Regions from separate parts of the Sus scrofa genome. Here regions 1, 2, 3, 4, 5 and 7 are each linked to region 6. A link is a contact called in public Hi-C and HiChIP or PLAC-seq data. All regions are on one chromosome and are shown on one strand. The core of a region is the stretch at or near the end of the contact, and the rest is flanking DNA. Distances in the headings are between cores, read along the strand shown. Region 1 has its middle 260 kb from the start of KLF6. Region 2 has its middle 170 kb from the start of KLF6. Region 3 has its middle 340 kb from the start of KLF6. Region 4 has its middle 290 kb from the start of KLF6. Region 5 has its middle 390 kb from the start of AKR1E2. Region 6 has its middle 120 kb from the start of AKR1E2. Region 7 has its middle 240 kb from the start of KLF6.

Evidence for each region. A called contact is a pair of places that touch in the nucleus more often than the background predicts. HiChIP or PLAC-seq counts read pairs in DNA pulled down with a chosen protein or histone mark.
Region 1: an H3K27ac HiChIP or PLAC-seq map of alveolar macrophages shows a contact between it and region 6. The contact joins two enhancer-like sites. A contact is called at or near these places in 4 of 47 Hi-C or Micro-C datasets (alveolar macrophages, embryonic fibroblasts, omental adipose tissue and 1 more) and 2 of 2 datasets of contacts at active chromatin or transcription factors (alveolar macrophages and skeletal muscle).
Region 2: an H3K27ac HiChIP or PLAC-seq map of alveolar macrophages shows a contact between it and region 6. The contact joins two enhancer-like sites. A contact is called at or near these places in 2 of 47 Hi-C or Micro-C datasets (embryonic fibroblasts and epiblast stem cells) and 1 of 2 datasets of contacts at active chromatin or transcription factors (alveolar macrophages).
Region 3: a Hi-C map of skeletal muscle shows a contact between it and region 6, with 2.7 times the contacts expected there. The contact joins two enhancer-like sites. A contact is called at or near these places in 3 of 47 Hi-C or Micro-C datasets (fibroblasts, omental adipose tissue and skeletal muscle).
Region 4: a contact with region 6 is called in an H3K27ac HiChIP or PLAC-seq map of skeletal muscle. The contact joins two enhancer-like sites. A contact is called at or near these places in 2 of 47 Hi-C or Micro-C datasets (embryonic fibroblasts and fibroblasts) and 1 of 2 datasets of contacts at active chromatin or transcription factors (skeletal muscle).
Region 5: a contact with region 6 is called in an H3K27ac HiChIP or PLAC-seq map of alveolar macrophages. The contact joins two enhancer-like sites. A contact is called at or near these places in 1 of 47 Hi-C or Micro-C datasets (embryonic fibroblasts) and 1 of 2 datasets of contacts at active chromatin or transcription factors (alveolar macrophages).
Region 7: an H3K27ac HiChIP or PLAC-seq map of alveolar macrophages shows a contact between it and region 6. The contact joins two enhancer-like sites. A contact is called at or near these places in 6 of 47 Hi-C or Micro-C datasets (alveolar macrophages, embryonic fibroblasts, heart right ventricle and 2 more) and 2 of 2 datasets of contacts at active chromatin or transcription factors (alveolar macrophages and skeletal muscle).

The regions. Positions count from the first base shown.
Region 1 is chr10:66,225,070-66,227,775 of Sscrofa11.1, reverse strand. No RefSeq gene overlaps it. Among named protein-coding and RNA genes, the nearest start is that of KLF6, 260 kb to the left of the region's middle. Within about 2 kb of position 1,400, at least 38 of the 83 cell types and tissues checked have an H3K27ac peak or open chromatin away from gene starts, as enhancers often do. A contact at or near this core is called in alveolar macrophages, omental adipose tissue and skeletal muscle, where this site is marked.
Region 2 is chr10:66,314,373-66,317,338 of Sscrofa11.1, reverse strand. No RefSeq gene overlaps it. Among named protein-coding and RNA genes, the nearest start is that of KLF6, 170 kb to the left of the region's middle. Within about 2 kb of position 1,593, at least 28 of the 83 cell types and tissues checked have an H3K27ac peak or open chromatin away from gene starts, as enhancers often do. A contact at or near this core is called in alveolar macrophages, where this site is marked.
Region 3 is chr10:66,145,244-66,148,189 of Sscrofa11.1, reverse strand. No RefSeq gene overlaps it. Among named protein-coding and RNA genes, the nearest start is that of KLF6, 340 kb to the left of the region's middle. Within about 2 kb of position 1,444, at least 13 of the 83 cell types and tissues checked have an H3K27ac peak or open chromatin away from gene starts, as enhancers often do. A contact at or near this core is called in skeletal muscle, where this site is marked.
Region 4 is chr10:66,192,375-66,195,074 of Sscrofa11.1, reverse strand. No RefSeq gene overlaps it. Among named protein-coding and RNA genes, the nearest start is that of KLF6, 290 kb to the left of the region's middle. Within about 2 kb of position 1,329, at least 13 of the 83 cell types and tissues checked have an H3K27ac peak or open chromatin away from gene starts, as enhancers often do. A contact at or near this core is called in skeletal muscle, where this site is marked.
Region 5 is chr10:66,086,790-66,089,569 of Sscrofa11.1, reverse strand. No RefSeq gene overlaps it. Among named protein-coding and RNA genes, the nearest start is that of AKR1E2, 390 kb to the right of the region's middle. Within about 2 kb of position 1,404, at least 2 of the 83 cell types and tissues checked have an H3K27ac peak or open chromatin away from gene starts, as enhancers often do. A contact at or near this core is called in alveolar macrophages, where this site is marked.
Region 6 is chr10:65,815,568-65,818,267 of Sscrofa11.1, reverse strand. No RefSeq gene overlaps it. Among named protein-coding and RNA genes, the nearest start is that of AKR1E2, 120 kb to the right of the region's middle. Within about 2 kb of position 1,302, at least 29 of the 83 cell types and tissues checked have an H3K27ac peak or open chromatin away from gene starts, as enhancers often do. A contact at or near this core is called in alveolar macrophages, omental adipose tissue and skeletal muscle, where this site is marked.
Region 7 is chr10:66,247,829-66,250,742 of Sscrofa11.1, reverse strand. No RefSeq gene overlaps it. Among named protein-coding and RNA genes, the nearest start is that of KLF6, 240 kb to the left of the region's middle. Within about 2 kb of position 1,537, at least 17 of the 83 cell types and tissues checked have an H3K27ac peak or open chromatin away from gene starts, as enhancers often do. A contact at or near this core is called in alveolar macrophages, where this site is marked.

The DNA of each region.
Region 1 (2,706 bases), core at 151-2,650, 410 kb before region 6:
CATTGTAACCTCATCCAGAGTTCTTTCTTTTGTTTCCAAATCCGGTCCTTCTGAGACCCTTTGTTCTGAGTTCATTGTGCAATATTTCCCATGTGACCATGTTTTGTAAAATCGACTCAGATTTTACAAAACCTTAGTTTATGTTCTAAACATGTCTTAACAGGTCCCTAATGAAAGTGTGGTCATTGATTGACAGAGAGGAAAAGGGAACGAGAAAAGCGCAGCTTAGTATAATAAAGTTTCCTATGTCAATGTTAGGTTTTACACTCAAACAAAAGCTAAATTTGGGACACCGATTACATACCAGCATTGATATGAGTCATTTCCTTCCATGATAGCAAAACCCAAGCCCTAACTTCCTTTCTTAGGGTAAATCTGCATAAACCAGCAGATTTCAGATCTCAATTCTGCATGTGTGAGTTCCTCAAAAAAAAAAAATCTCAGTTCAAATTTGTACCTTCAGTGGAATTTTAAATAATTCCAAGAATGAGAGTAGCTGACACCAAGCATTAGATATTAGTAGAACAGTTTCACTTTCAACAATGAAATTCTATGTCAGTTAAAATTTTGCAGATACTGTGAAAGGAAAAGTGAAGAAATACTTGCATCGTAACAAACTAAGAAGACCTGCACTGAACTAAGACACAGACACACACAGACAGACACAGAAACACAGCAACACACAGAAACAGAGACATACACACCCCCTACAATGATGAATGTCATTCCACTTCTGTTTCATGCGGAACCTTAATAACCTAGCACTTTCTTCAACACATCAGCCCACTTCATGTTCAGAAGTGAAAGGAAGAAACTGCCATCTAGTTCAGCGCTTTGAAGATTTTCCGGGAGGAGAAGAATGTGCATATGACTGGTCACTATGCTGCACAGCAGAGATAGACTCAACTCTGTAAATCAACTATACCCTAATAAAAGTAAATTTAATTAAAGCTGGTTAAAAAAAAAAAGATTCCAGGACCTTTTCATTCTGGCCTTAATAAACCTGCTTGCTCTGCTCCCTTCTCCTCCAGGGAGGGATTCTGCCATATGTTTAGGAGGCCCGGGACGTGGACCTTACACCTTTCGCCTGATGTGTGGGCACAGCAAGTTGAGGAGGGCAGGTGGCGGGTGAGGACTAGGCTCTTTCAGGACCCCTTGGAGGAGGTTTTCCAGAGAGTGACTCTGGACACCAGGCATAAGTAACCACAGCTGGTCTGTGGACGAGCAAACAAGGAAGGTCCAAACTGAGAGTCGCTGGTGTGCGGAAGTTCTAGAGAAAATCGCAAGACCAGGTGAGACCTCGAAGGGAGTGCGTGTGGCCGGAAAGGGCAGAGGAGGCGGTCCCGCCTTGAGGCGCCAGCGCTCAAGGGACTGGAAAGAAAAGCAGTGAGCATGGCAGGTGGAGGGGAGGGAGAGAGCAATGGGGACGAGCTGGGACTGGCCGGTGCCCTGGAAGCTCAGCGCGCGCGGGAAGCGCTCCGGGTGCCAGCGGCTAGCAACTCCTCCAATGCGGACAAGCGCTGCGACCCCAGGGGGAGATGCCTGGCGCCTGGACAGGACCTTGGGGTGGAGGGGGTGGGTGAGCAGCGGAAAGCCTGGCAGGGGACAGTTCACCAGAGAAGAGTGTGAGAGGAGAGGCAGGAAAGGCAGGGATGAGGCTTCTCAGGAATTCCACCCCCAGGAGACCCGGGTCCGAGGGGGAAGGAGAGGCGGCCAGAGGACCCAAGCTTCTCAGGAGCAGGTAAGGAATACCCGCGTTTGCAGGCTGCTGGGAGGGGCTGAGCCAAGCAAGTGCGGGACCTGGAGGAGAACGGAGACTCCGGGGAGCTGGGTCCTTGGAAGGACCAGCGATGAGAGCAGGTGCAGGGGGCCCGGCTCAGCGCAGGGGCACAGAGCACTCCTCCCTGGTAACAGACAGGGACTCAAGTGCACGGTCAGGTGGGACAGATGGGTAGTTAGGCTGGTGGAGGGGCCTCTTGGATTCCTCAGCAAAGGGAAAATACAACAACCGCGGAGACGGGGCCTGGGCCTGCGGTCGGTGAGGCTTGGGGGTGGGGTGTGTGTGTGTGTGTGTGTGTGTGTGTGTGAGAGAGAGAGAGTGCAGGCCCCCGTGTGCGGAGGAGGAGGAGGGGGAGGGAAATGCCCTGTATCATTAGGATGTGGGGCTCGTGTCCTCAGCGGGCATCGTGTGGGTGACCTTTGCCTAAAAACACCCCTCCGCCCGGTTGTGTGTTTTCCGCTGTGTCGCAGCCGCAGGTGGAGCTGTTTTTCACTGGGGTTGTGCTTTTCTCCAGGGAGCATCTCAAAACCTGGGAGGAGCAAAGGCGGGGGGTGGGTGGGTGTAGACAGGCAGGGATCACTGGACCCACAAATCCTCTTCATAGGAACGAGGGCGGCGGAAACAGAAGACAGCGCCGCGGAGGAGGGGACCTCGAGGTGGAAGAAAGCGTGGACAGAGCAAGCGACCCCGCAGGCGCGGGGCGTGGAACAGCGCCCACGTGCTTCGGTCACAGCAACAGGGGGATGCTGTCACAGCGGGGCAGGAAACGCGTGACGAGCCCCTGGGCCCGAGCCCGAGGTCGCCCGGGCCCCTCTCTCTGCAGAGGATGCCCTGCCGTCTTCCTGCTCCGGGCATCCTCTCCGCCCAAAGGCCGTCCCTGGGCTGTCGCAGGGAACCCCGCCGGCCCTGCCTCGCCCTCCGCGGAA
Region 2 (2,966 bases), core at 344-2,843, 500 kb before region 6:
ACGGTGTAAACCAACTATCATAAAAAATTTAAAGATAAATTTACCTCGATTATTGAAACCTAAAAACAAGAAAAGCAAAAAAGAAAATGATAGTTAGAAAAAGCTAGCACATAAGCAGAGCAAAACTCCAACAGATCAATAAACCCATTAGACTCGAGGAGGAGTCTGGGGTGGGGGGTGTCTGAGGGGGGAGGTCAGGACCTCCCGGGACACCCACCCAGAGGCTCTACACTCCTCAAGGGGAGGACAGCCCAGATTGGATCTTGATGCCCTTCGGGGCTGTGTTTTTACTTATGCTAGAACAGCCGACCCAAGAGGGAGTCGAGTTACAAGAAGCACAACCCTCTGCAAGAAGGAGAGAGAATGCCATGTGGCCCGTGGAGGGTCGAGACGGGACCCGCCCTGTCCCACGGAGCCTTCACGAGAACTGTCCTGCCCTTGACATGTGGCGAGCGGTGGAGGACGTCGATGCTAACTTTCTTTCACCTAACAGCTAACTTTCTAAAGGGCCACAGAGAGCTGGCGTGCCAGCTGGACAGCTCAAGTAGGGCTAACCCCTGCTTAACAGTCTCCAACCCCAAAGCCCCACGTATTCACTTAACCCCGGCGTGAGGCTGTGCGTGTGGCTGCTCCACCCAGCGCACGGCTTCCAACGTCCTCACGTCCTCACAGCAGGTGCAGTGCAGACCTTCTCCAGACAAGGCTTGGCTCTGCCCAGGGAGGGGCCGTCCCGGAGGAGCGCACCACCCCTTCTTCTCTCTGCTCCTGTGGTTTCTGCCCCACACGCTCAGAATCAGAGTGTCTGGGACCCTCAGGAGCTGAGTGGTCAACGTGTGGCTGGGTCATGGATTATGTTTGCACAGACTGGCAGGTTAACAGAAAGGGTTTTGGAGAGCCATCTTGATGCAATTTAAGAGGGACGTCGAGTGACCCCAATAATATGCACATGTAGGCCTTAAGAAACCATTAACTATACATTTTAGAATGAGCGGCAGCAACGGGCGTAAGCAGCCGGTGCTCCTCAGCGAATCGCTTTATAGCCTCCATTCCCTGAATGGCGTTTATGTTTTTTCATTTTTCTTTTCTTTTTTTCCCTCCCCCTCCCTCCCCCTCCCTCCCCCTCTCCCCCTCCCTCCCCCTCCCTACTTCCCTCCCTCCCTCCCCCTCCCTCCGTCCTTCCACCTCCCCCCATGCCTCCCTTCATCCCTCCCTCCTTTCTTTCTGGCTGGAGGGTGGGGGGGGTGACCCTCTGGCCTGGCACTCAGGTGGCACATGGGACTGTGTTGTGTGGCACTCACGCTCGTGGTCACTGCTTAACTGCACTGGAAAATCTCTTTTGCTTTCGGGAAGCAGTGGTGGGAAGCTCCCGCCCCTGTCTGTGCACTTGGCGCTGCTTTGGAAAGGACAGGCGGCAGGGAGAGTGCGGGGGTCCGACGGGGTGGCGGTGGCGTGGCGGGACTCTGCGCTCTGCCGGGCCCGCACTGCGGGGTTTCCCCTCGGCTTCCCCTGCAGCTTCCGCTCCCCCGTCTCCAGTCGGCAGCTCCTTGGCAAAGAGCACTTTTTATGGCCGGTGAGGCTGGGGGTGGCAGGCGCGACTCCCCCGCCTTCCTCCACGCGGAGCATCGCCGGAGCGCACCGCGGGCCTCTTCCGTCCGGAGGGGCGGTTCCAGGCTGCTTTCGGGAGCCCCCCGCTCGGTCCTCAGCTCACCTCGCAGCTGCGTCTCAGCCCCCACAGCTGAACTGGTCGTGACCAGTGGATGCGGCCAACATGGCATGTGGGGATGTGCCCGGAGACGGGAGGGGCCAACGTCAGGTCTCCCGCCGCCCTGAGCGGGTTTTGCGTCGGCATCGGAGGCGGCTGGGGAGAGACCACAACAGACGGGGCGGCGGGCTCGGTGGTTTCGTGTTCAGTGGTTTTCAAGGGAGGAAACTCCTAGCGAGCAGATACGAGTTGAGGCCGGTAGCAAGGCTGTCAGAAACGGAGGTCTATCGTTCAGAAGAAATTCCCTCACATTTTTTAGAAATTTTGACAAAGATGGGTCTCTGCTGGCCACCTCAAGATCAGTGTCGTGCCAGTTTCTGCTGTACACCAAGGTGACCCCGTCACACACACACACATTCCCTTGTGTCATTTCACCTTCCATCACGGCCTGTCCCAGGAGGTTGGATACAGTTCGCTGTGCTGCACAGCAGGACCTCACTGCCTCTCTGTTCTGAAAGTAATACTTTGAGATGCCACTTCTTAACCACTGCCCAGTGTCCAGGAGGAAAACTCAGCGTGGACCACAACCCTCAGACTCACATTTCTCCAGGGGCAGAGACCCACCCTGCCTGCTTCCAACCCTTCTCCTGAAGAAGCCTGGGTCTCTATGCAGAGCTGCCCAAAGGCCTTGGTGGAACGGTTGTGACCAGATTTCACTACACGAGCTCAGCTCATATTTGCTAGAACTTCCGAAATGGACGTGTCATTCGCAGGCTGAAGGCACCGGAGTTTTCCTTGGAAGCTGCAGTTTTTATCTCCCTGGGCCGATGAGTGCGTTTAATCTCATCAGCCAGTGGCAGGAATCATGACTCATTTCGATTCTGAACACTGAGCATGTTGGTCTTAGATGAAATGAAGCCATGCGTTTCCTGTCAGTGTTACCGACAGAGTAAAATGTGCATTTTTGTGGCATACAGTCCTTTCACAATATTAATTTTTTTCTGAAAAAAAAACAACAACCCACCCATGTTTGCTGTCTTGATAGGGCAGCATTTGACCCTGTGTCCAGATCAGCTCAGTGCATGTGTCGATTTTTGTACTCTGAACTGTCATGTAGACCTTATAAACACTGAGCTCACATGCACGCGCACACACACGTGCAAGTGCAAGGCCTTCTCTTCCTCTTCTTCTTCTTTTTTTTTTTTGCTTTTCAGGGCCACACCTGCAGCATATGCAAATTCCTGGGCTAGGCGTTGACATGGAG
Region 3 (2,946 bases), core at 195-2,694, 330 kb before region 6:
TAGGAGCAAAATAAGTCATTTCAAATTTCTATTTAAATATATTTACATATTTCTAAAATGTTATATGTAAAAATATTTAACAAAGAAAATAGAATTTAAAGAAAACTTTGAATATTATTTAAGAAAAAATTGACTTAAAAAAGCATTTTCAAGAAAGCATGTAATACAATGCATTTGATTACAAAGCACTGTTATTTGTCCATTCAGAGCAAAGCTTAAGGTTTTTACCAAGAAACGATTATTGTCGAAAGTACAGAAAACCTACACTTGCCTCTCCAATTTTAGTATTTCAGGACTTCTTAATTCGTTTGTTCTAGACTTTAAAAAATCAGGTTAAAATTCTGAAGGGTTCTGGCAGGGCTCGATTCTGGGCAATCATTATTCACCAAGTTTATTTTAAAACTACTCATGCATGGCCTTTTTTAACGTTTACAATTGGTATGTGGATACATACAGATGCAAATACTTTACTTTGTGGCAAACTTCTGATTTGGTGATGAATGAAACAGCCCGTACTGGGCGAGGGAGCTCTGTTTCCTGTCTACCCAGTGCCGGGTTAGCGGGTCTGTTAGGGCACGGAATCCCCGCCGGACTCTATCTGGTTGGTCACAGAGGACATCAAAGCTCAGAGACAGTCAGGAGAGTTCCCAGTGCAGGACTGGTCCCTGGGGTGCCCTCTCTCCCCAGTGCTGCTTCGTTCCGGACCTAACCCCGAGGAGGGGTTTCTTGGTGCCTCCAGACGTCGCCCAGGAGACGGCTTTAAAGGAGAGGCCTCTGCAGGTGGCAGCGGTGGGGCCCGGGGCCTTCCTTAAGTGGATGTCAGATTACACCTGTCCCTCGGTTTTCACATTCGAAGAAAGGTACAGGCAGGGCTACATCTCTGCGCATAAGATAAGGTGAAATTTTCCAGCCATCTGAGGTGGATTTCAAAAGGTCTTTGGCGGTGTTATTTAAACAGTGATAAAATGCTAACTACCTCTGAGCCTCAGTTTGAACTGCCACGTGAGAATAACGTCAGGCTTTCAGGGTCACTGCTGGAAGTTGTAAAATCCTGCGTCGGATGGGTATTGGATCCTATGTGGGCATTTGCCGTGCTCTTTCCCAGGTATCTAATGATAAGTAAATTATATTAGCCCTCCCCTCGTGGAGGTAGAATTTGGGTGAGTTAAAAATTATAATGTATTTAAGAAAGGATTGATCCAAAACAAACAACCAAATAAATATGTAATTGCAAATCCGATTACTGAAATAAAGAAAAATGACAAGATGCCACAGTGGAGAAACGCACCGTTCCGCTTCTCTGAATATGTGACATTTGAACTGAGGGCTGAGGACTAAAAGAATAAAAATGGATGAAGGCGAAAGGCTGAAAGGCTGAGATGATGCCAGGCAAGCAAACGGGAGCATTGCCCAGACCAAAGCCCCGTGACGGGAAGAGCACATGATGCTGGGTGTGACTCGGAGCGGAGCGGGGAGGGGACACGCAGGCGGGCAAGCTGGGTCCGGTCCTGGGGCTGGAGAATGTGGCCAAGGTTGTAGTCCTTAGCTTCAGGGAACTGAGGGAGCTCTGGGGGAAAGTGACCAGAATTGGGGTTTTGAGGGGTAACTCTGGCTCTCCCAGTAGGGGCTGTGAGCGCTCATCTTCAGAGCTCCCTACAGGCTGTTCCAAGAAGATACTCAAACCCAGCTGCAGCTCTGGGAAACGCGGCTTGTCTTGGTTCTTTGAGAATCTGAACCCTCTCATTGGTTTTGTTCTCACATTCGTAAACTTGAGTTGATCCTGTGTATATCTAAAGATTTCACTCTGACTCATCATCACATTTCTTCTTGTTTTAGGCTACTTGTTGAGAGATTTCCTTCTTTATTTCTGAAGCATAATAATGGTTGGAAACACTTCTACTGAGTGTTTGTAACCTTAGCAGTTGTGTTTGTAATTTTCCAAACTATTTGCTCATGTTCAGAGCGATCGTTTCAGGCATAAAATATTTACCGCATTATCCTCATCTTGATTTATTAGTTCTGTTACATTTTCTGCTCCTTGTATTTGCTTCATTCTCTCCAGATCATTCTTCTACTGGTGCGTCTTGTCCTTCTCTTGGGATACAGCAGTTTTCCTCAAACATCCATACTATTTACCCATCTTGGTGAATCATGGATTCTTGGCTTTTCTACTCTTTTTTTTTTTTTTTTTTTTTAAGAAAAAAGGACCAGGAGTCAGACGGTAGGCAGATGAAGGGACTTCTTCCACAGGTGCGCGATGGGGACCCTCTGGCTGCCTCTCCCGACCCACACCCTGACCGCGGAGCAGGTGTTGGGCAGCTACCTTCACAGGGGGCGTGGGTGCAGAGGTGGCTGCGGGGGTGGCGGGGCCCCCTCCCTCCACACTGTGGAAATGAAGAGGGTGTGTGCTGGGCGCACACGCCCAGGCCAGGATAACTGCCTTCTCCCCGGCTTGCCACATGGCACTCCCTTTGGCTCCGGAGGGCATTTTTAGACAGCGTGTGCTGACATTTGTTCGGACTTCTGCATCCTTCTCCAGGCTCTGTTCTCCCCCAAACTCCTGCTCTGGTTCATCCATGAATGCCTTCCCATCCTCCTGTGATGCCCTGGATATCTGCCACCATCTCTGGCGGGCTGACACCCCCTCATGGGATTCTTATAATTTTAATGATCACATCAAAGAGATTTTTTTTTTAAGGGAGAGAAGGTAAACCGGTGTGAGAGCGTTTGCTCTACTGTTTGCAAATGTTCACCAGAATCTTCTAAAGTATCCATTTTACGCAGCAAGAAACTAGCGTGGTTTCCTGACTTCCCAGGAATATCAAATGTGCTCCATCAGTCAGTCCCCAGAGAAACAGAATTCATAGGGCAAATATAAATATAGATTTATTATGAGGGATCAGCCCATGTGCTTACGGAGGCTGAGAACACATTTGATCTACAGCC
Region 4 (2,700 bases), core at 80-2,579, 380 kb before region 6:
TGTATCTAAATGTGAACAGTGGCTATGGTGAAAACCTATGTGCAACTGCTCTCATCTTTGTACTGATTTCTTTCTTCTTATATTTTTCTGCAAGACGCCTCCTATTCTTACAATCATAAAAATGTTAAAACATTTTCTCGTTACAGTAAAACCCAAGAGCACTGAGGAAGTCTGATTCTACCAGAGCCTGGCTGGATCGGGACCTTCCTGGGTGTGGTTCTCTTTGGGGTCCTCCACCCTGCACGGTGGATTTGGGCCTTTAGCAACGATAGCCGTGACAGCTGTGTCAGAACCGAACCGTCCCAATACTGCTGTGTAGAAATGACATTGAATGAACTTGACCCCAGAGGGCTAGTATGCATTGGATCCTGCTCCAGTTGTCTTTGCCCTTTCATATGCATTTATGCTCTTCCAAGATACAGCCTAAACGTTCGTTTTCCAGTTATTACTTAAAGCATCATTTACTCCACAATTCACTGAAGGGCTCGAGGTCACATCCCTTTACATTGCTGATTTAGACACCAGAATCTAAAGAAATGCAATACCCTTGTGCTAGTGAAACTCAAGATTTGTCTTATTTTTTTTTTAATCATGTATGCTTCCTTTCTTGCTTTTCTTAAATCCTGACTGTTTTCCACGAGGATTCACTAGAGAACATATACGTGCATATTCTGTGTTCTATGCAGATACACAGACAGACTCTATATGTTGTGCTGGGACATGTGCCTTTGAATCCCATGCATCGGCCAAGACACATCACTGATAAGGCGGGGCTCCAACAGCTTTGACGCTGCCCTGTAGAAACACACCCCCTCCCCTGGGTCCATGGTGGAGAATGGATGGTGCCAGCGTCCGAGGGCCTGAGTGGGACAGGCATGAGCAACCAGAGACCTCAATCCTCTGACACGTTTGCGAGTTCATCTTGTAAAATTAGGGAGCATCTCAGGTACAAGGGCAGCCTTGCAGGAACTCGGGCCTGGACCAGAGGCCATGGGCTGTGGCGAGGGCAGCTCCATGTCACACCCACAGAAGGCATCCAGTTTCTAGGTTACGTGTAAGTTTGAAGAGATATTATGAAAGATGTACTTTAATTCTCAGGGGAACTGGCATGTTCGGTGGACAGGAGTCTCTCCTCCCTTGATGGCCACCCGAGCCAGATACATCACCGGGGGACCCCTGCGGGGACAGGGAAGCGGGGCTCATTCCACGTGTTCCCTCAAATCAGTACCATTTTAATTTGGTGTTCGTTCTTTGGAGCCAATGCCTAAGAGTCGATTGGGAGTGCTGAATTAGAACCAGCTGGGCTTTCAGCTCCATCGCCTCCCTTTCCTGTTTCCCTGAGAAAACAATCCCAGAGCAGGGGCGTAGCCAAGAGGGGACCATTCAGTGCTCGGCCGGGACTGCATTTCCAGTGCTAATCACGTGCAGGAAAGCCACACGCTACAGATACTTTTTCTGATGAACTCATAATTGGTTTTAAGTATTGCTACCTTCCTGAAGGAATCAGAAGCTTCCATTTTTTTCTTTCAATTCTTTTTTGAATTTTTCAGACTTGGTAAAAGCTACAGTGTTATCTCCTGGACTGGCTGTGCAACTCCACTCTCAAAGGGATGTAAGAATCTTTATCAAGACAAATAACTTTTTCAAGTGATGGATAAATCAAAATAGTGCTGAATCACCACGAGCATTTCAATAATAATTTCATTTTGAGAATTTTTGCCATATGAGTCATTTATATTTTGTTTCTGAGAATTCAGCCAACGCCTAAAATCCAACATTCTCATCCTATTCCACTTTAGTAATATTCTAATAATTTAAATATTTTGCTTTACAATTTTGACTAAAAAGGAAGCAACTTATTGAGTTTTTTTTTTTTTTTGCCACATGGTCTTTAGTCTTATGCAAATACAGATTTATTGTTTTCTATGTAATTAATATATTAATATTACAGGTAACTATATACTAACTAGTATTTTAATTAGTGTATTTGCTTGGCTTTCTTCTTGTTCTTGCTCTCTTTTACCCACTAAATAAGCGAACTGTGACACATCACCTCTGTATGCATAAACAGCACTCTACTGCCCAAGCTAACTGGCAAATTAAAGAAAATTATATAGCATGCCAGACGCTGTACTGTCATCTCCCCGCCTGTCACACCGACCCATGGGTAGGGAATTGCAGAACAGTTGTAAATTCCTGATTCCACTGTACGAATTTCAAATCGAACTCCATGCTTGTGACAGTATTAACTACAGCCATGGAGCTGAACCTGGGTTGAGATCTGAGAGTTTTGCAAACAACAAAATCATTTCTCTCGCATATTATCTGAGTATACATCCTACATGTACTTCAGTCAATATCTCTTGACTGAATGAAGTTACCCACTTTAGTTAAGCAGACAGGAAAGTCTTTCAGTGATTTTTAAGGAACAGGGTATGGAATAGTTATTCTTCTCGGAAGAAAACGGTGCGACCGTATCACACAAGAGCAAAGAGGCTGCTGGTCGACGCTTCCGAGACCCTGGGTTTGGCTTTTCCAAGTGCGGGTGACCCAGAGGGAAGAAAGCATTTCTAACTCCGAACCCCCTGCTCTTTCTGGGGTGAAACTCTGCCTCCTAAGGACATGACCTTGAAGGTCTCTTTGCAAAAACCCATGTTCATGTAGCAGAGTAAACTCCAGTAGTGGCTTCTTTGTGAGCAC
Region 5 (2,780 bases), core at 155-2,654, 270 kb before region 6:
GGACTCTAAGGTGGCCTGCAGACAGCACAGGACTGCACCGAGATTTCAAGAAATCCATGGAGATGCAGATGTGAAGGAGACAGTGTATGTTTCAATCAATGCCGGGTACACGAATATTTCTGTGCAGATGTCCAGAAGGGAGCAGAGTGGTGCTTCATGTTCCTTACACCCGAAGAAGCCTCCTTGCTCCCTGAGAGGACACTTGAGTCTGTAAGTCTTTTTAGTGTAGATGAAAGAGGGTAGCAAAATGCAAAGAATTTAATGTTCTGAAAATAGAAGTATAAATAATGCATTGAGTATATAAAGCAAAACTGCACATAATGTACCGCTCTAATCTACTCAGAATTCAGGGCATTGCCAACAGCAGAACTGATGTGTGGCATAAAAAAAGCATCCGAAGAGTGGATGACACTGTGAGTGGGTCTCATGAGGTCTTGGTCAGTGCCACCATCTCCCCTTTTGCCCATTACTTTCTTGGAAATTAGAGCTATGGCTGGAGCCTGTGGAGGGCAGCATTTGCCCCAATTCCTGGCCCTCTCCATTCCCCTCAGAGACTAGCAAGGTGCCCACAAGAAAATCCATAGAAACCAAGTTCTATAAATTATGTCTGCACCCATGGCATATGGAAGTTCCTGGGCCAGGAACTGAATACAAGCTGCGGATGAGACCTATACCACAGCTGTGGCAACCCTGGATCCTTTAACCCACTGGGCTGGGCTGGGGATTGAACCCAAGCCACTGCAGTTGGATTCTTAACCCGCTGCGCCACAGCGGGAATGTCCCACAATGTATCATTTTAACCAAAGGGGAAGAAATTCCCATTTCTCAGTCTTTGTTTTCATCCTGAAAACGTCATGGTATTTGTAGTATTTACACTGTTAGATTTGTAATTTAACGGTAACTTTTTATGTTCTGGTGATGAAATGCACAGCATAAGCTCAGCCAAATCAAGAAGTGCCTCTTGAGCCTGTGTTCACGGCAGCATGCTTCCGCCCAGCATCTGGGGCCCAGCGAGAGCCCAAGACTGAACTTGTTTCATTCTCCTCAGCTGTAAACTGGATGCAGTTGTCTTTTCAGCTTCAGAAGGTCGCTGTGAGGAGTGTTTCCTCCAGACGTACAGTGGCCATTACACTGAGCTACTCATCTTTCTCCTCCCCTTTTCCCCCAAAGAACGTGGGTCTGCCGAAGGCCCACTGGACGGATCCATGGGACGGTCCGTCCGTGTCCCACATACCCTGGTCTTAAAAAGACCTCAGGCCTTCCCAGGTGGCTTTCTCAGGACGAACTCTTTGTGCTGTAGGAGACGAGTACTTTGATTCTGAAAGTGTGCGGAGACAACCCAACATGGTGTGTGTTTTAGGGAGATGAAGACGGTTCTAGAAATGAGGAAGTCTCACTGCAAGATCAAGGAAGGAGCCACGCAATCTGTATTTTGGGAGATTTGCTGTTGAAAAGGAAGTGGATCTAGTCAGCTCTTTTTTTTATTGGCGTATAATTGGCTTATAATATTATATCAGTTTCAGGTGTAGAACATAGTCATTCGATATTTTCACAGATTATAGACCCTTAAAAGTTATTACAAAATAATGGGTATAATTCTCTCTGCTGTAAAACATACCTTGTAGCTTTTTTATTTCATATATAGTAGTTTGTATCTGTTAACCCCATACCCCTACCTTGTCTCTCCTCCCTCCCTCTCCCCACTGGTAACCACTAGTTCGTTTTCTCTGTCTGAGTCGGTTTTTAGTCTGCTACATACATTCATTTGTATTCATTTTTAGCTTCCGTATAAATATCATAGAGCATTTCTCTTCCTCTTTCTGACTTATGTTGCTAAGCATGCTATTCTCTGGGTCCATCTACGTTGCTATGAATGGTAGAGCCTCATTCTTGTTATAGCTGAGTAAGATTCCATGACACGTGTATACCACGACTTCCTAAGCCGATTATCTATTGATGGACACTGGGGTTGCTTCCGTATCTAGGTTACTGTAAATAGTGTTGCTAGGAACACTGGGACGCACGCATCTTTTCGAATGAGTGTTTTCAGGAAATATACCCAGGAGCGGAATTGCTGGGTCATATGATAATTCTATTTTCAGGTTTTTGAGGAACCTCCCTACTGTTTTCCAAAGTGGCTGCAAGAAGTTACATTCTCACAAAAATGCGCACGTGTCCCCTTTTCTCCACATCCTCTCCAACATGTTATTTGCACACTTTGGGTGGCGGGGGGTGGGGGAGGCACACCTGCAACATATGGATGTTCCTGGGCTAGGGACTGAATTGGAGCTGCAGCTGCTGGCCTGTGCCACAGCCACAGCAATGACAGATCCTAGCCACATCTGCAAACTATGCCACAGCTCAGAGCCTTAACCTGCTGAGCGAGGCCAGGGATCGAACCCATATCCTCATGGTTCTTAACCTGCTTAAGAACCTTAGCCACAATGGAAATTCCTATTTGTAGACTTTTTGATGACAGCCATTCTTACAGGTGTGAAGTGATATCTGTGGTTTTGTTTGCACTTCTCTAATAATTAGCATGATGTTGAGCATCTTTTCATGCACCTGTTAGCCATTCCTATGCATGTCTTTTTTGGAAAAATGTTTATTCAGGTCTTTTGCCCATTTTTTGGTTGTGCTGTTTGTGTATTTCAGATATTGACTCCTTATTTGTCATATCATTTGCAAATATTTTCTCCCATTCTGTAGGCTGTCTTTTCATTTTATCAGTGGTTTCCTTTGTTGTGCAAAAGCTTTTAAGTTTAATTAGGTCCTATTTG
Region 6 (2,700 bases), core at 53-2,552:
AGAGAAAGAGTAAACTTAGCTGATCTAATTTCTGCCTGTTAGTTCTTGGCAGTCTGAAAGATTATATTAGTCAAGCTTTCCAAGTTACCCAATAGAATACAAAAATGATGGGAAAATATTCCAAGTAAATACTGCAGAAAACATGTCTTCCAAAGGCTGGAAGATGGCAAGATGGAAAGTTCTAAGGCATAAAAGTCGTACCACGGTACCGCATGTAAAACCAGAGCTTTTAGCAATAGGATATGCTAAGATTTTGACATCCTTAAACTAGCTAAGGCTCTTTGCAGCAAGTAGGGTAGAATATGAGCTTGCAATGAAGTCTCTCCTGAGTCTGTGACCCAGACGTGCTGATGAAAATTGGAGATATGCCCTCTTTTTTTTCTTTTCTTTTTTTTGTTTTTGTTTTTTAGGTCCACACCCGTGGCATATGGAAGTTCACAGGCCAGGGGTCGAATTGGAGCTACAGCTGCTGGCCACAGCCACAGCCACAGCAACTCGGGATCTGTGCCGCATCTGCGACCTACACCACAGCTCATGATCCTTAACCCACTGAGTGAGGCCAGGAATCCAACCCGCGTCCTCACGGATGCTAGTCGGGTTTGTTAACCACTGAGCCGTGAGGGGAACCCCCTGCCCTCATTTTATTTCATGGAGCCCACAGTCAGTACAATGCTGAATCCCTTTTGCAGAGTGCTCAATTCTCATATATTTTGTCATGAAATGTATGTGTTCACCACCCAAACTGAGAAAAAGTATAAATGAAATGAGAAGAGAAACAGAATATAATTGAGTATTTCAAAGCAATCTCCATTTTTGAAAACTATACATGTATGAATGATATGGTATATGCAAATATGATATAAGATATAAATATACATTATATATTAAATTATATAATTTTGGGTATTTCATAATATAATTTTCATTTATATTCATTTTGTAACATTCATTTCATAATATAATTATATATATATACACACACACACAAATACACAAAAACATATAGGCAGAAAACCAAAATATTGTCAGAATATTTATTTCTTGATGATGGAAATTTTAGTGGTCATCCTTGGTTTTGTTTCTGTGGTCCTACCTTAGGTATTTTCCAAATTGTTCACTGAATTTGAATTAACCTTTACAACGATAAAATGTAATTTGTTTCAAGGCTGAAAAGACTTGAAAAGACGGGGAAATCTTCACCTGAAAACTCTAATTGCAGCAATGATCTGAATCAGAGTTTCCCAGCGCCAGGGAAGCACAGCTGCCCCAAATGCAGAAACGTGGACACCTGTGCCCCCTAGTGGCCACCCTCAGTAAGTGTCCGGGGAGCCTCGTCCTCTGTTGGTAGGAATCTCCAGGGAGACTTGTGTTTATAAAACCGGGAAACCCCGCTCCCTCCTCCCAGGCTGGGGACCCACAGTCTACACTGAGAAATGAGGACTTAGAATTAGGGAATATCCTAATCACGGCTAATGAGAGAGACCCGGAAAAAAGCGGCTGCCACCCGTAGGAACACAAATAAAAAGGAAACTAGGTTTCTTTCAGTTTTAAAAAATACATCAGTATATACTATAGTGTGTATTAAAAGAGTATATATTTTAAAATATATTAGTCTATATACTTAGAATATACTACTAATATTAATAATGGTATTAATGTGTAATATATTACATATGTGTATGTAATACATGTACTAATAATAGTCATATATTACATGCACACTTTTATAGCATTTATGTACTTTAGCATACTTTATATCTTTGAACATATATATTTTTATAGTGTGCTTTTTAAATGTATGCCTGTGTTTGTGTCCGTATTTCTATACCTGTAGTTTTACATAGTATTGTGTGTGTGTATACTGCATATGATGTATATATGTAGAATATGTGTAGTATTCACACATGCCTATTTTTACAAATGATTCTGCATTTGTCAGGGTTTTGTTCTAATCAAGAGCCTAAAGTATGACACATCTGCATTTCTAAGTCCACAGCTAGCAAAAGCATTTCTTCCTTTTGAAGTTACGTGCAGCTCCAATTTGCTTGGAAAGTTGACACATCCAAGTTCATCGTCATTGCTGTTATTATTATTTATGAAATTCAGCATTTCCTCAGAGCCAGTTTGGATACAATAAAGTCTTCAGATCTACAGTCTCACGAGCAATTTATTACGGTCAGCAGAGGACCTTGAAGCCAAATGCCTTTCTTAGACCTGCTTTCAGCAGTGCTCATTGAATTCAGTTTCATGCGCTGGTTTGAAGGAAAAATGTGGGCAAGGTGATAAACACAGCCTTGCCTTGGCCGTAACCAAATTAAAACAGCCACCTCAACCGTGGTAGTCAGGGAATCACACAGGCTGAAACAAGAAGAAAAATCAATGTGAAAGCAAACCTACCTACACCGTATGTCCTGATGGCAGATTCTGACTCTGAGACATACCGCAGTCAGCATGAATCCTTCAGTGCCTGTTGAGTTATTTGAAGAGATTCCATCATTATATATTGAAACTTGGTCCAGGCTTTTTTAGACCATATTCTTAAATCTGCTTTAAAAACATGGGACAATTGCTTTAAAAATAAGTCCATATAAATAATATACGATTCAGGAATATATTGGATTAGGGTTGGTGACACATAAATGAGAACTTGTCATTTTCAAACACAAGCATTTCTTCTTGCTCATGACTTACTTGCCTAGA
Region 7 (2,914 bases), core at 288-2,787, 430 kb before region 6:
GCCCAAGCCTTCCCCATCTTGGTCATGTTTCCAAGCTCTAACAGGTGCCTTGCAGGTGCCAGCCTCTGGCATTCAGAGCTGGACGCTTCCACCCCATCCGGCCTTCAGCACGTCAAGTTCTCCTAACAATATGCTATAGGGTCGGTCCAAGAGATCCAGTTTCTTGCTTCTGTGGTGTTCATTTTGCACGTGAAGTTGAAAGTTTGGTGACCACAGGGAAGGAGGTACAATTTTGAGTGTATCTTTCTTCTCTCCATCAAATGCCCCCACTTTTCTCGAAGTCATTGACAGTTCTCACTCTCTGCCGAGAGAGTGGTCTACGGCCGGCACCTGTCTATACCCTGCTCCTCAACACAGACTTTGACTACTGAGTGAACCCAGTAAAAACGGATCACACTGGATAATCACATCATTTCTTTATTTTAACGTTTGCTATAAATATTTTATACTACACACTTGTATGCGCTTATATCTCAAGTATGAGATGGAGATACGTTTCGGGTTTGAAAGTAAAAAATGTTACAAATGTTCTTCAAAGTTACATCAATATGCCAACCCTCTGTAGAGTTTCACCAGGGTTTTTGAACTAAAGTTGAAAGGGAATTGCATGAGTCTGAGCTTTTTCCAAATTAAATTATCATGTCTACTTATGACCGTCAGTTCCTGTCATGTAACATGATTACATGGGCTTTATCAGAAGTGACACATTGGGTGATTTATAGGATGTGTCAGCCAGCAAGATACAAAGGCTGATAATTTCCTGTAATTACTTTTAAAAGAATTTTGAAAATGGACTTTAAATAAATAGTACGGGGCTTCTAGGCTTCTATTTGAAGTAATATTAAAATATCGCTCCAAGATATTACAAGGAATCAAACAATGCAGCCTTTTAACTAACTGATTCAAGCATTGAAGAATAGACACTGTTTTTAAAACATGTTCATTATAGTTGATTTGCAATGATCCTTCAATTTCTGCTGTACAGGATAGTGACCAGTCACACACACACACACACACACACACACACACACACACACACACACACACATTCTTTTTCTCACATTATGCTCCATCACGTCCTATCCCCAGACTGGATGTAGTTCCCTGTGCTGTGCAGCAGGACCTCACTGCCCATCCATTCGAAATGCAAGAGTTTGCATCGACCCACCCCCACTTCCCGGTCCATCCCCTCCCGCCCCTCCCCCAGGGCAGCCACAAGCCTGCTCCCAGAGACACGGTTTTTTTCACGGCGTCTTCCTAAACTGAGAGTTGGTCGGGATGACCTGGGGCTTGCTCATCCTTCAGCCGGCAGAGAGATTCTGCTGCGTCTCTCGCTTTGCGGCCGTGTCCTTGTTCATCTAATCTGTGAGTCACTTGTGCCCCTTGCTCTGAATTCACTCCTCTGCTCATTTCCTTGCCAAAGCTTTCTCACCTTTCACAGCCAAGGGGGAAAAATGCCACTGCCAAGAAGCAGTCACTTCCAGGGATCCCTGGGTTTTGAATAATCCCCCGGCCTGGGGTCCGTGCCAGTCTGTCCCCGAGGCTCTGAGTCATCACGACTACCTGTTCTGCAAGTGAAGCTTCCCACGCTCAGCTGTGATTTCCTGCCAAAATGTGTAGCAACAGGCTACGGCCCGTTTTGCCGTTTCTTTCTCGACGGTGTCTCGGTCCCGCCTCTTGACTGGTGACGCACTGCACTTTAGAGTCTCTATCTTCGCAGACCTGACATCGAGTCAGCGCAGCAAGAGGGAAACAAGGGGCTTAGAACGCCTCAGACACACAGGCTTTATTTCTATTATTTGGGTTTTTAGGGCCACACCCGTGGCACAAGGAAGGTCCCAGGCTAGGGGTCCGATCAGAGCTGCAGCTGCCGGCCTGCACCACAGCCAGAGGAACCCTGGAGCTGAGCCACATCTGCAACCTACACCACAATTCATGGCAACACCAGATCCTTAACCCACGGAGCGAGGCCAGGGATCGAACCTGCATTTTCACGGACACTATGTTGGGTTCTTGACCCACTGAGCCACCAGGGGAACTCCAGGTGTGGCTTTAAACTGAATTCCCCATCTGTTCCCTGGGGAATTTTGAAGAAGCGGCTCACCCTGCTGGCGGCTCACACTGGGAATCCGTGAAATAGCCTCCCTGATGTTCACTGGGCCGGCATCACGGGCCGGCCAAGGCCCAGTCCCTCGTCCCTCATTCTGTAGGCCAGGAACTTGCACTAAGTACATTTCCGGATGCACTTGCTGCTCAGAAATATCAGGTGATGAAATACTGGCCGGGGTGTGAGCTTTACTTCCACGCCGGACGGTCGTTCAGATCTCTCACCCGGCTGCAATGCCTGCAGGGAACCCCGATGAGCATCCGGCCCAGTTTACCTGGCTGCCCAAAGCTTTTACCGACAGCCAGCGTTCCTGTCCAGGGTATTGCTTCACAACAGAGCTGACGTCTCCCTAGTCCACTTAGTCATACCCTCCCTCCATGTACCCGGGACCCACCGTTTTTTCCAATGAGAGGATAATTTCTTGGGGGTCAGCGACCATATCTTTCTCATGCATTCACCCTGGCAAGTCAGCTGCCGTGGCAACACAGCCAGTGTTCATCTTTACGGACTAAAGCGAGGGATGTACAGATGTGTGTCAGAAAAGATCTTCTATTTTTGTTCTCATGAAAGATGTTGAGGAGAGAAAGACAGTTGTGCCCTGCTGTCTCGCTGTGTATGTTTCCTAAGACGGAGCTTCGGAGCTGGGGGTTTTCTGCGGTCTTGTGTCTCAAGGTCCCAGAGTCCTGAGGGCTTAGGGCTTAGCACACAGCATGACGGAAATGATGAATGAAGGAGCGACTTCACAGAAACTGAGGTTCACCTTCATCCTTTCAATGTATAACATCTCGTTATCTGATCATCTACCAA